3 separate regions of the Sus scrofa genome follow, and all the other regions are linked to region 1. A link is a contact called in public Hi-C and promoter capture Hi-C data. All regions are on one chromosome and are shown on one strand. The core of a region is the stretch at or near the end of the contact, and the rest is flanking DNA. Distances in the headings are between cores, read along the strand shown. Region 1 has its middle 200 kb from the start of GADD45G. Region 2 has its middle 30 kb from the start of GADD45G. Region 3 holds the start of GADD45G (growth arrest and DNA damage inducible gamma).

The links. Promoter capture Hi-C pulls out the DNA fragments that hold promoters and counts their contacts. A called contact is a pair of places that touch in the nucleus more often than the background predicts.
Region 2: a contact with region 1 is called in a Hi-C map of liver, with 1.7 times the contacts expected there. The contact joins two enhancer-like sites. A contact is called at or near these places in 4 of 47 Hi-C or Micro-C datasets (heart right ventricle, liver and skeletal muscle) and 1 of 2 datasets of contacts at active chromatin or transcription factors (skeletal muscle).
Region 3: a promoter capture Hi-C map of liver shows a contact between it and region 1, with 7 times the contacts expected there. The contact joins the promoter of GADD45G here to the enhancer-like site in region 1. A contact is called at or near these places in 2 of 5 promoter capture datasets (both in liver), 7 of 47 Hi-C or Micro-C datasets (embryonic fibroblasts, epiblast stem cells, fetal liver and 3 more) and 1 of 2 datasets of contacts at active chromatin or transcription factors (skeletal muscle).

The regions. Positions count from the first base shown.
Region 1 is chr14:1,368,096-1,371,244 of Sscrofa11.1, forward strand. No RefSeq gene overlaps it. Among named protein-coding and RNA genes, the nearest start is that of GADD45G, 200 kb to the left of the region's middle. Within about 2 kb of position 1,441, at least 2 of the 83 cell types and tissues checked have an H3K27ac peak or open chromatin away from gene starts, as enhancers often do. A contact at or near this core is called in fetal liver and liver, where this site is marked.
Region 2 is chr14:1,194,006-1,197,275 of Sscrofa11.1, forward strand. No RefSeq gene overlaps it. Among named protein-coding and RNA genes, the nearest start is that of GADD45G, 30 kb to the left of the region's middle. Within about 2 kb of position 1,541, at least 3 of the 83 cell types and tissues checked have an H3K27ac peak or open chromatin away from gene starts, as enhancers often do. A contact at or near this core is called in liver, where this site is marked.
Region 3 is chr14:1,164,336-1,167,341 of Sscrofa11.1, forward strand. It overlaps GADD45G (growth arrest and DNA damage inducible gamma), which reads left to right and starts at 1,665. Exons shown (of 4, transcript NM_001185129.1): 1 at 1,665-1,810; 2 at 2,072-2,173; 3 at 2,304-2,517; 4 at 2,597-3,006. The coding sequence starts at 1,758. The coding sequence ends at 2,707.

The DNA of each region.
Region 1 (3,149 bases), core at 191-2,690:
TTAACCACCGAGCCACGATGGGAACTCCCTGTAGCTTCATCTTAAAAAGAAGGCTTCCACAGAAGTTCTTTTTGTGTCTCAGTGGTTAATGAACCCAACTAGGATTCATGAGGATGTGGGTTCGATCCCTGGCCTCACTCAGTGGGTTAAGGCATTGCTGTGGTTGTGGTGTAGGCTAGCAGCTGTAGCTCTGATTAGACCCCTAGCATAGGAACCTCCATATGCCTCGGGTGTGACTCCAAAAAAAGAAAAAAAGGGGGGGCTTCCAAAATGCAGGTCTGATGGACTCAGATGGTCTAAAAATGTGTCTAAGGGCACAAAACTCTACATTCCTTGGCTGTAAAGTTCTATCCACCATAGGACATCCTAAAACAAGCAGGTGCTTCTAGGCTGCCCGTGCACAGAACCCTGTGCACACGTTCTGCTCCAGGCTGGGCTTCTTTTCCTTCTCTAACATGACCTTGGTGGGTTAGTTGCAGGATCAGTATTGATCACCAAGTCCCCTTTGCTCCCAAACTGATGTAACACATCCCAACTGCAAGGGGGCAGGTGCACCATCACTTAATTGCCACCACTCTCATTTTAGTTTTAAAAAATCTCTCTTTGACATCTCATAGTATTAGATATCAGCTATGGAATGTATGACCCAAGATAGACTATCTCATGAAGTAAAAAATAACATCCTACATATTTCAAAGGAGTAGCATTTGCTGTGTCAACCCATGTTCCCGGCGAAATATGGAGAGATGTGCTTTGTCAAAGCTGGTTTGGGCTTTTGAATAATGTACTTCCCACAATGAGCCCTGGTAAGAACATATTGGAGTGTGTGCCTGTTTCACATCTGCACAGGCCGTTCTCATCCAAGGCGGCCAAAGCATTTGGGAAGCATCTTCTTCACTGTGGTCGCAGTGGGAACTCAGGATGGGCTTCCCAGATGAATGAGAAGGATCAGAGTGGCAGTCTCAAGCCTGTGGACTCTGGGCTTGGGGGTGGAGGAAACCAGCAGGACCAGAGTAGAAGCCCAGTGCCACCTTGGCTTCCTGAGTACCCCCCTGTCTCTGCTCGGGCTCCCTGGGGCATCGGGAGGCAGTCAGACTCAGAGAACCAGCTTCACACTGGGTGGAATTGGATTAACATCCAGGCTTGAGTGCAGAGCGTTGTGTGCAAAGCCTGGGTGGTCACTGGGCGCCTCTCCACTGGGCAATGCCAGACTTCCTTTCAAAAGCTCTTTAGGGACCCTGCCTCTTTTTGCAAAGCACAGAGCTATTTTATGTGCCATTTTCAATTTGTCCACGATGCTACTCCAAAGGGCCTGTGCCTTGAGAGGGTGTGCTTGTGAAACAGAAGGAGTCGCCCAGACTGCAGTGCTGGGGACAGCATCTCACTGAACTTTGGAAGCAGGGGCTGGATTGGAGCTGACGACGGGATACTGTTTTCAATTCTCAGCCTGGCTCTGCCTCTGAATGTGGGTGGTGCATCCTATTCCAGGAGGGGCTGAAGGTCAACTTTGATGTTGGCTTTTCAAGAATGGAGAAAATCAAATACAGACGCTTGAAATAACAGCAACTGTGGGGTTCTGGAGTTTTGGAAGAGATGATGCAGAGAAGTCCTGGACCAGACGATCCTTCTTTGTAAGCTGTTTAACATCCCCTCTCCCTCTCCCTTCCTCTCTCTCTCTTCCAGCTTCTCCATTAGACACCTGTCAGGCATCTCTGCTGCCCTAGGGCAGGTGGTGCCATCTGGACAGAACTGAGTAACTGAGATCCCGCTGGCTCAAGCCTCTCACTCATTAGCTTTTGAAACACCCAGCCCATAAAAAAATGAACCACCCCATATCTCAGGGCTTCTCTCCACTTTGGAGACAGACCACCTTCTGCCTATGGAATATGTCTCTCTCTCAGTAAACTCACTTTCACTTTGCTATGGCTTGCTCTTGAATTCTTTCCTCCTTTGTCTCCCCTGGGATCCTGAGGAAGAGGATGCTGGGTACGTGCATGATTCTTGATGGCTACAGGCTTGCCTGTTTACCGTGGTGTCCTAACACTCCAGCCCCACCCTCTCAGGGCGAAAACACTGGACAAGCTTCTGCCTGTTTTGACTCTTAATGTTTTCTCTTCCTGCTTGCTTCTTCTTGGGGAACATGGCTCAGTGGCCATATTGACCTGTGCAGAGACCTTTGCACTGGCTGAGTAGCAAGGGGGCCTTCCCAGGACAGGCATGTGACTCTGTTTCCCATGGGTTGCATCATATTCTGAGGGCACAAGGTAAGCCTGGGAGGCTGAAAGGGGCCAAGTCCCCTGGAAAGAGTCATGCCTTCTGTGTTAATATTCTTTTAAACTCATTCCCAGTTTGCATCAGAAAAAAGGCCTTGCCCCTAAGGGGTGGTGGTCAGTGAGCTTGCAGAGTGTTACTGACCTGCCCAGAAAGTCGTGCCCTCCAAGGTAGTCGCAAAGACTCCTGGATCTTGGGGCATGACTGGGTCTGAGAAGGGTGAACTCAGGGCAAAACGTGGGTGGTGGTCCAGTGGGCAGAAAGTCCTGCCCCTTTCCCCAAAGAGTTGGAATCACCCTCGCACTCATTAGCTTATGAAAATATCCAGCCCATAAAAAAACAAACCACCCCATATCTCAGGGCTGCTCTCGACTTTGGAGACAGATCACCTTCTGCCTATGGAATATGTCTCTCTCTCAATACACCCGCTTTCACTTTGCTATGGCTTGCTCTTGAATTCTTTCCTGCACGAAGCCAAGGACCCTCCTTGGTAGCCCATCCCAGGAACTTACCCCAGACCTGGGACATGAGCACATGAGCATCCTCTCTTGCCCCTTTTCCTGCAACATCGTTACAAAGGAAAAGGAAGAAGATGGTTTTCTCTCCCTCCCCACTTTTCTTTTGACCATAAAAATGTAGCCCACTTAGCTCTTGGGGCAGAGCTCCCTTGCCTGACCACTTGTATCCATCACAAGCACCCCATGCTAATAAATCCACTTCTTACCTCTCACTTTGCCCCTCAGTGAATTCTTTCTGCACTGAGACATAAAGATACAGTGATGTTTTGCGGTTTCACCAGTGAGTGGAGATGACCTGGAATATTCTCATTATTTTTGGAAAGACGTGAAGGGTTGAGAAGAGACTATCCAAGGATGTCC
Region 2 (3,270 bases), core at 291-2,790, 170 kb before region 1:
GACCTGTGCCACAGCTGTGGTAATACCAGATCCTTAACCCACTGCGCTGGGCAGGGATCAAAACCATATCTCCACAGCAACCTGAGCCACTGCAGTTGGATTCTTAACCCATTGCACCACGGTGGGAACACCTTGGTGTAGATTTTAGAACAAGAATGAAAGAAATACAAACATCAGGACGCTGATAGATTCCTTCCAAGTTCCCGCAGTTTTCAGCCAGCACTCATTGTTTTATGGGGGTCCAATCCCTCCTTGAAGCTGGCAAAGTCATGCTGGACTTTCTGCCAGTGACTTTGCCAGTGTTGAATCCCCACGGTCTTTCATCACTGCATGACACATGCAAAACCCTCCCTGCGCCCAGGGCTGGGGGCCCACATACCCTGGGGAGAGGACCTCATTTTGGAGGCTGAGGAGGGCTCCTGGCTCCCTGGGTAGAGACCTGGTCACGTGGGCAGCCTCAGGGCTCGTGGCATCAGTGGGCTTTTTGGAGGTAGGGGCCGTCTTCTCCTTCTGGTCAGCTAGCTATCTGGCTGCTAGTTTTCCACTGATTAGCTCCCTTTATCTAAGTAAATCCATGAGACTGATTTTTTTTTGTTTGTTTGTTTTTTAGGGCCGCACCTGCAGCATATGGAGATTCCCATGCCAGGGGTCTAATCGGAGCTACAGCTGCGAGCCTACACCACAGCCACAGCAACGACAGATCTGAGCCTCGCCTGCTGGCTACACCACAGATCACAGCAACGCTGGATCATTAACCCACTGAGTGAGTTCAGGGATGGAACCCACAACCTCATGGTTCCTAGTCGGATTTGTTTCTGCTGCACCACAGTGGGAACTCTGAGACAGATTTTTGTTTTAATCCTCAGATTGTACCAGATCCCATTCATTAAGGGAAATGAGGGCCTTTTCCCCAGCATTTAAAAATACCTTAAAAATACTTTCCTTGAGGAGTTCCCACTGTGGCACAATAGGATTGGCATTGTCTTTGGAGCGCTGGGACACAGGTTCGATCCCCAGCCTGGCACAGTGGGTTAAAAGGAGCCAATATTATTGCATCTGTGGCTCAGGTCAGACCCGATCCCAGGCTTATAAATGCTGTATACCGTGGGGTGGCCACAAAAAAAAAAAAAAGCGCCCCAAACTTTACCCGAGCACTAAGAAACTTGAAGCCAGTTCTGCGTTTGCAGATATTACTCGCTCTCTTTTTTGGGCTCTGCTGTACCTTGTGGCTGACCCCTGTCTTAAGTGGATAGGGGCCTCCAGGGCCTATGTCACCAGATGGCTGGGAGGCCCCTGAGACCGCCAGGGCTTCCTCCCCTTCCTCTGAGTGAGGAGCCTGGCCATCAGGGATGGTCTGTTTGGGTGGATATCAGTGCTTTTGCTGTTGTGACACAGGGTCTGTGGCCTCTGTTGTACTGTGGCCTCAGTACAAGGAGAGGCCTTGGAAGTTGAGCCATTTGTCCTACAGGACACTGTGGGCTAATCCTCAAGCCATCAGCAGCATGGCTAAGTAAACATGAACCTGAACACACCACCTGTGTGCTGTTCTGAAAGTGCCAAGCCACTCCGCTCTGGATCCCAAGGGGACCCGGTTGTGACCATGCCCTGACCCAGAGCCCTGAGTCGGCCTTGTCCTCTCCCAGCTCAGCCGTCACGTGGAGCCTCTCTCTCCATGTGCACCTGCCGACACAGGCCCCTGCAGCCCTTGGCCCTGGTCTGTCGCTGCCTCTGTCCTCTCTCAGGTCACTCAGGAGGGCTGAACTAGATTGCAATCGCACCTCTGCTAAGCTGGAAACCTCACAGGGTAGAGGACAAGACTCAGCACCCACGCAGTTTAAACATCTGCTCCTGCGTTCCAAGCATGTTTGCTTTGGTGCTGTTGCGGGGACAAGCAGTCCCCAGTTTTCCGCTTCTGCCCCTCCCTATTGCAGGCTGGGGCTTCTTGCATTTTGTGCTTCATAGTCCCCACATTCAGGCGCGGCTTCCCTTTGTGTCCCCTCATCCCGTGGCCAGTACTTTGCTGTCTGAGCCTAAGCCACCCTTGGGTGACCCACAGAAACCTGCCTGGGGCTGCTGTGACGTCAGAGCACCTGAGCTGAGGGCCGGCCTCCAGGGGCTGATTGATGCTCCTCCCTCTGCTCCGCCCCCACCCCTGGCCCCAGCCCACTGAGCCAGATCCCATGGAGCCTTCCCCTCCTGGCTCACATCTCAGGTTCTCAGCAACTCCAGCTCCCATGAGACTGGCTGCTTGTCCTGGGCCCTCTGCCTCCTCTTTTCCTGGCAGCTTGTCGCTATCCACATTCCGTGGCACCTGCTGCTTCCTTCCTGAAAGAGACGGTTCTCTTTCTTGCTGCACCCCCCTCCATTAGAAGGCAGACCCTGAGGGCAGGATCTTGTCTTGTTCAGAACAAGGGTCGTGTCTGGGGCAAATGTCTGGTGATCGAATCAAATGCGAGTTGAAGCTGCAGGAGCCTGGCTCACCTTGCCCAGCATTTCATCCTCAAGCTGTGAAGCCCAGGCCCCAAGAGCCCACTGATTTGCCAGAGATGACATTGTGGTCCTGGCAGAGGTGGGCTGAGGGGCTGGGGGGCACACAGGGAGCAGGTTCTCGAGCCAGGCCTCCATCATCAGCCTGGAGCAAGCTATGCCACTTCTCTGTGCCTCAGTTTTCCCATCTGCACTCTGGGGATATAAGAGCAGGTGTAGGAGTTCCCGTCGTGGCACAGCGGAAACCAATCCGATTAGGAACCATGAGGTTGTGGGTTCAATCCCTGGCCTCATTCACTGGGTTAAGGATCTGGTGTTGCCATGAGCTGTGGTGTAGGTTGAAGATGCTGCTCAGATCTGGTGTTGCTGTGGCTGTGGCGTAGACCAGCAGCTGTAGCTCCAATTAGACCCCTAGCTTGGGAACCTCCATATGCTGCAGGTGCGGGCCTAAAAAGCAAAAACAAACAAACAAACAAAAAACAAAAGCAGGTGCACCTCCCAGGATTACTGTGTGGTTTAAAGAGCAAACTGTGGGGAAAGTCCTGGGGACAATGCTGGCCCTTTAGGAGGGACAGAGCAGAGTTCACTGTTGCATTAATCAGAGTGGTTGGTATGCAACCCACAGTGTGGAGAGAAGAAATGATACACAAAGTGGGTACATCCTTGGAGGGATCTGTGAGCGTCTCACAGGTGCTTACTCAGGCCTAGGGGGCTACACAGAGCAGGACATCTCCAGTTGTCTCAGTTTTCTCTTGGGAGTGTCTGCAGCCCTTTCTCTGTCAT
Region 3 (3,006 bases), core at 415-2,914, 200 kb before region 1:
AAATAATCACCGCCTGATGCCGTCTGACTCCCGCTGTTATAAAACGCCTCGGATTTCAGGGATATGAGGTAAGCAAAGACCCAATTCTTGGCATCAGGAAGTGGCCTGCTTTCGCAGCTGTCCTCTGGCAGCTGGCCACCGGGTGGCGCAAAACGCCAGCGCACTCGGCTGTTTTTCTTACCCGTTATCTCCGGTCTTGCACCAGAGCCTGGGCTTCCAGCGAATTCACCCCGGCCCGCAAACAGTCCTGTCCAGTCTCTAAGGCCTCATCTAGAAAAGAGGGGCAATGGAATGCACCGCAGCACTGGTTTCAACGTAGAGCAGAGAGATGCAGACACCAAAAGTGATAAGTTGAGTGAGCGAAGGGTCTTTTCGTTTGTCCCCAACTCCTTCCGGCGTGGGTTTTGCAGCCTTTCTTCTGACTTCTGTTAATACGCAGCTTGGAGGGAGCTCAGCCGACCCTACCAGGGCAGCTCCTTGACCAGGAGGCTGCAGGCCAAGTCACTAGTGGTCAATGCAAGTGTAGGGGAGGGAGGTGGTCAGGATCTTTCCTGCCGGCCTGTAGATGGCGCTCCGGGAAAGATATTCCGAGCCGCGTTCCCCAAGCTCTAGGGGCCTGGAGCCAAGGGGTCCGGGCTGAGCGCAGCCGGCTGTGTAAATGGTGCAGCAGCCAGGTGTTCCTTCCAACTGCCACCGCTGTTCCGCACGTGTGCAAGGACCCGGTGGGGCGGAATTACATGCAAACGTGCCGCTGGTGCAGCAGGGCCTGTGCGGGGGTGGGGGTGGGGAGCCGCGCACCGAGGAGGGCAGGAGCGGCACGCGGCCCCGACCCCCACGCGCCAGGCAGCCCGGCGACCCCCACGAGCGGCAGGGCCCTACCCACCCCACCCAGCGGCAGGTGGACAGTGTCGCTATGAAGAGAAAGCTTCGATTGTCCCTCCCACAAACCGCCACACGCCAGACCTCCGCTATTGTGCGTCCTCCATAGAAATGCAAACGAGCCGCGTGCGCCGGCCGCAATCTGCTCGGGAGCCCCGGCGCCCCGCAGCGCTCTGCAGAGGGCGGGGAGCTCGGGTGGGACTTTCCAGCGCGACGGGGTCGGAGCCTTGATTCTGCAGGGAGAACCTCGCATTCCGGGCCCTAGTGTCAGGTGGAGGGAGCTGCGCCCGGGCCTTTTGCAAGCTTAAAGCCAGGACTGTGTGTTTTTAAGTTCCGCTTTAAAAGCTACTGTCTCATAAACTCCAAATTAAGAGTAAAGAAAAAATAGAAAGGTAACAACAAAAATAAATGCAAAAATAAATTCATTAGATTCTCCAACGGTGCATTTCACAAATTGCAGCGTACTATTAGCTAGCAAGGGTTTGGCTTTTTTTTTTTTTTTAAACTTTTCCCTTTTAAAGACTTAAAAACAAAAAGGCTAGATGAAATCTGCAGGCTCCAGGCTGCCTGGTAACACCCCGACAAAAGCAGCAGATTTGAGGCATTGTCATCCCCCGCACCCCTCCCCACGTGGCCTTCTGGCACGAGCCGCCGGCCGCCGCCTCATTTGCATCAGAAAGCGGGCGCCGGCCAATGGGCGCGCAGGCTTGCGCCAGCTGGCGGCGCCGAAGACCCAGCCTATATAAAGGCGCGCGGCGGGACCCGGGCTCACTCGCTGGCGGTGGGCACGCCGAGCAGAGCTGCGGGCTGATCTCTCTTCGCTCGCGTCCGCTCCGCCCTCTGCTTTTGTGGATAACTTGCTGCTTGCGGATCGCAACATGACTCTGGAAGAAGTTCGCGGCCAGGATACGGTTCCAGAAAGCACGGCCAGGTAAGTCCGCGCTGAGCGCCGAACGTCTCAGGGCTCCGGGATCCTGGTCCTGCCCTGGCCGCGGCTGGTTGGGCGCAGTCTTCGAAACCTTCCGGGGTGGGGGTCCGCTGGGTAGAAGTCAGGCCCAAGTGTTTCCGCTGGGCTGGGGGTGCGGCACTGGGCTGGAGCGCCGGAGTCGGGCGCCGGGGGTGCCTCCCAGGGCTCGGGGGTCCTGGCTCACCCTCCGGCCTGTCCACGCTCATGGCGGTGGCTCCTCCACAGGATGCAGGGCGCCGGGAAAGCACTGCACGAGCTGTTGCTGTCGGCGCAGCGACAGGGCTGCCTCACCGCCGGCGTCTACGAGTCCGCCAAAGTCCTGAATGTGTGAGTATAGACGCGGTCCGGGCGAGGCGGCCGGGGGCGGGCAGAGCGGCAAGGGAGACCGGGGAGAAGGCGGCACGGGGCACCCGGGGCACACCGATCTGACCTCTTCACCTCCTTCTCGCTCGCGCAGGGACCCCGACAACGTGACCTTTTGCGTGCTGGCTGCTGACGAGGAAGACGAGGGCGACATTGCGCTGCAAATTCACTTCACTTTGATCCAGGCGTTCTGCTGTGAGAACGACATCGACATCGTGCGTGTGGGCGATGTACAGCGGCTGGCGGCGATCGTGGGCACCGGTGACGAGGCGGGCACGCCGGGAGACCTGCATTGCATCCTCATTTCGGTGAGTGTCGCCTCCATCCCGATGTCATCCCTGCCCTTGCCAGCGGCCAGCCCGGTTGACCTCTGGACTCTCTTCGCAGAACCCCAATGAGGACGCGTGGAAGGACCCCGCCTTGGAGAAGCTCAGCCTGTTCTGCGAGGAGAGTCGCAGCGTCAACGACTGGGTGCCCAATATCACCCTCCCCGAGTGACAGCCCGGCGGGGGTCTTGGTCTGATCGACGTGGTAACGCCCCGGGGCGCCTAGCGCGGGGCTGGCTCTGTGGATGCGCCCTAGGAGGGCGCCCGAGTGCGGCGTGGAGACTGGCAGGCGCCGGCGCGTGGAGAGCGGCGAGGAGGTGCGGCTCCCTCCCGAGGAGGGGCCCGGCGGCGACAGGGGCAGGCTGGCCCCAGCCCAGGACTCTACAAGTGTGGGGAGCGGTTGCTCGCCCAGGAAGGCCGGAGGCGGGACGTTGGCCGCGCGGCCGGGAAGGACAGACTGGCCGGGCAGGC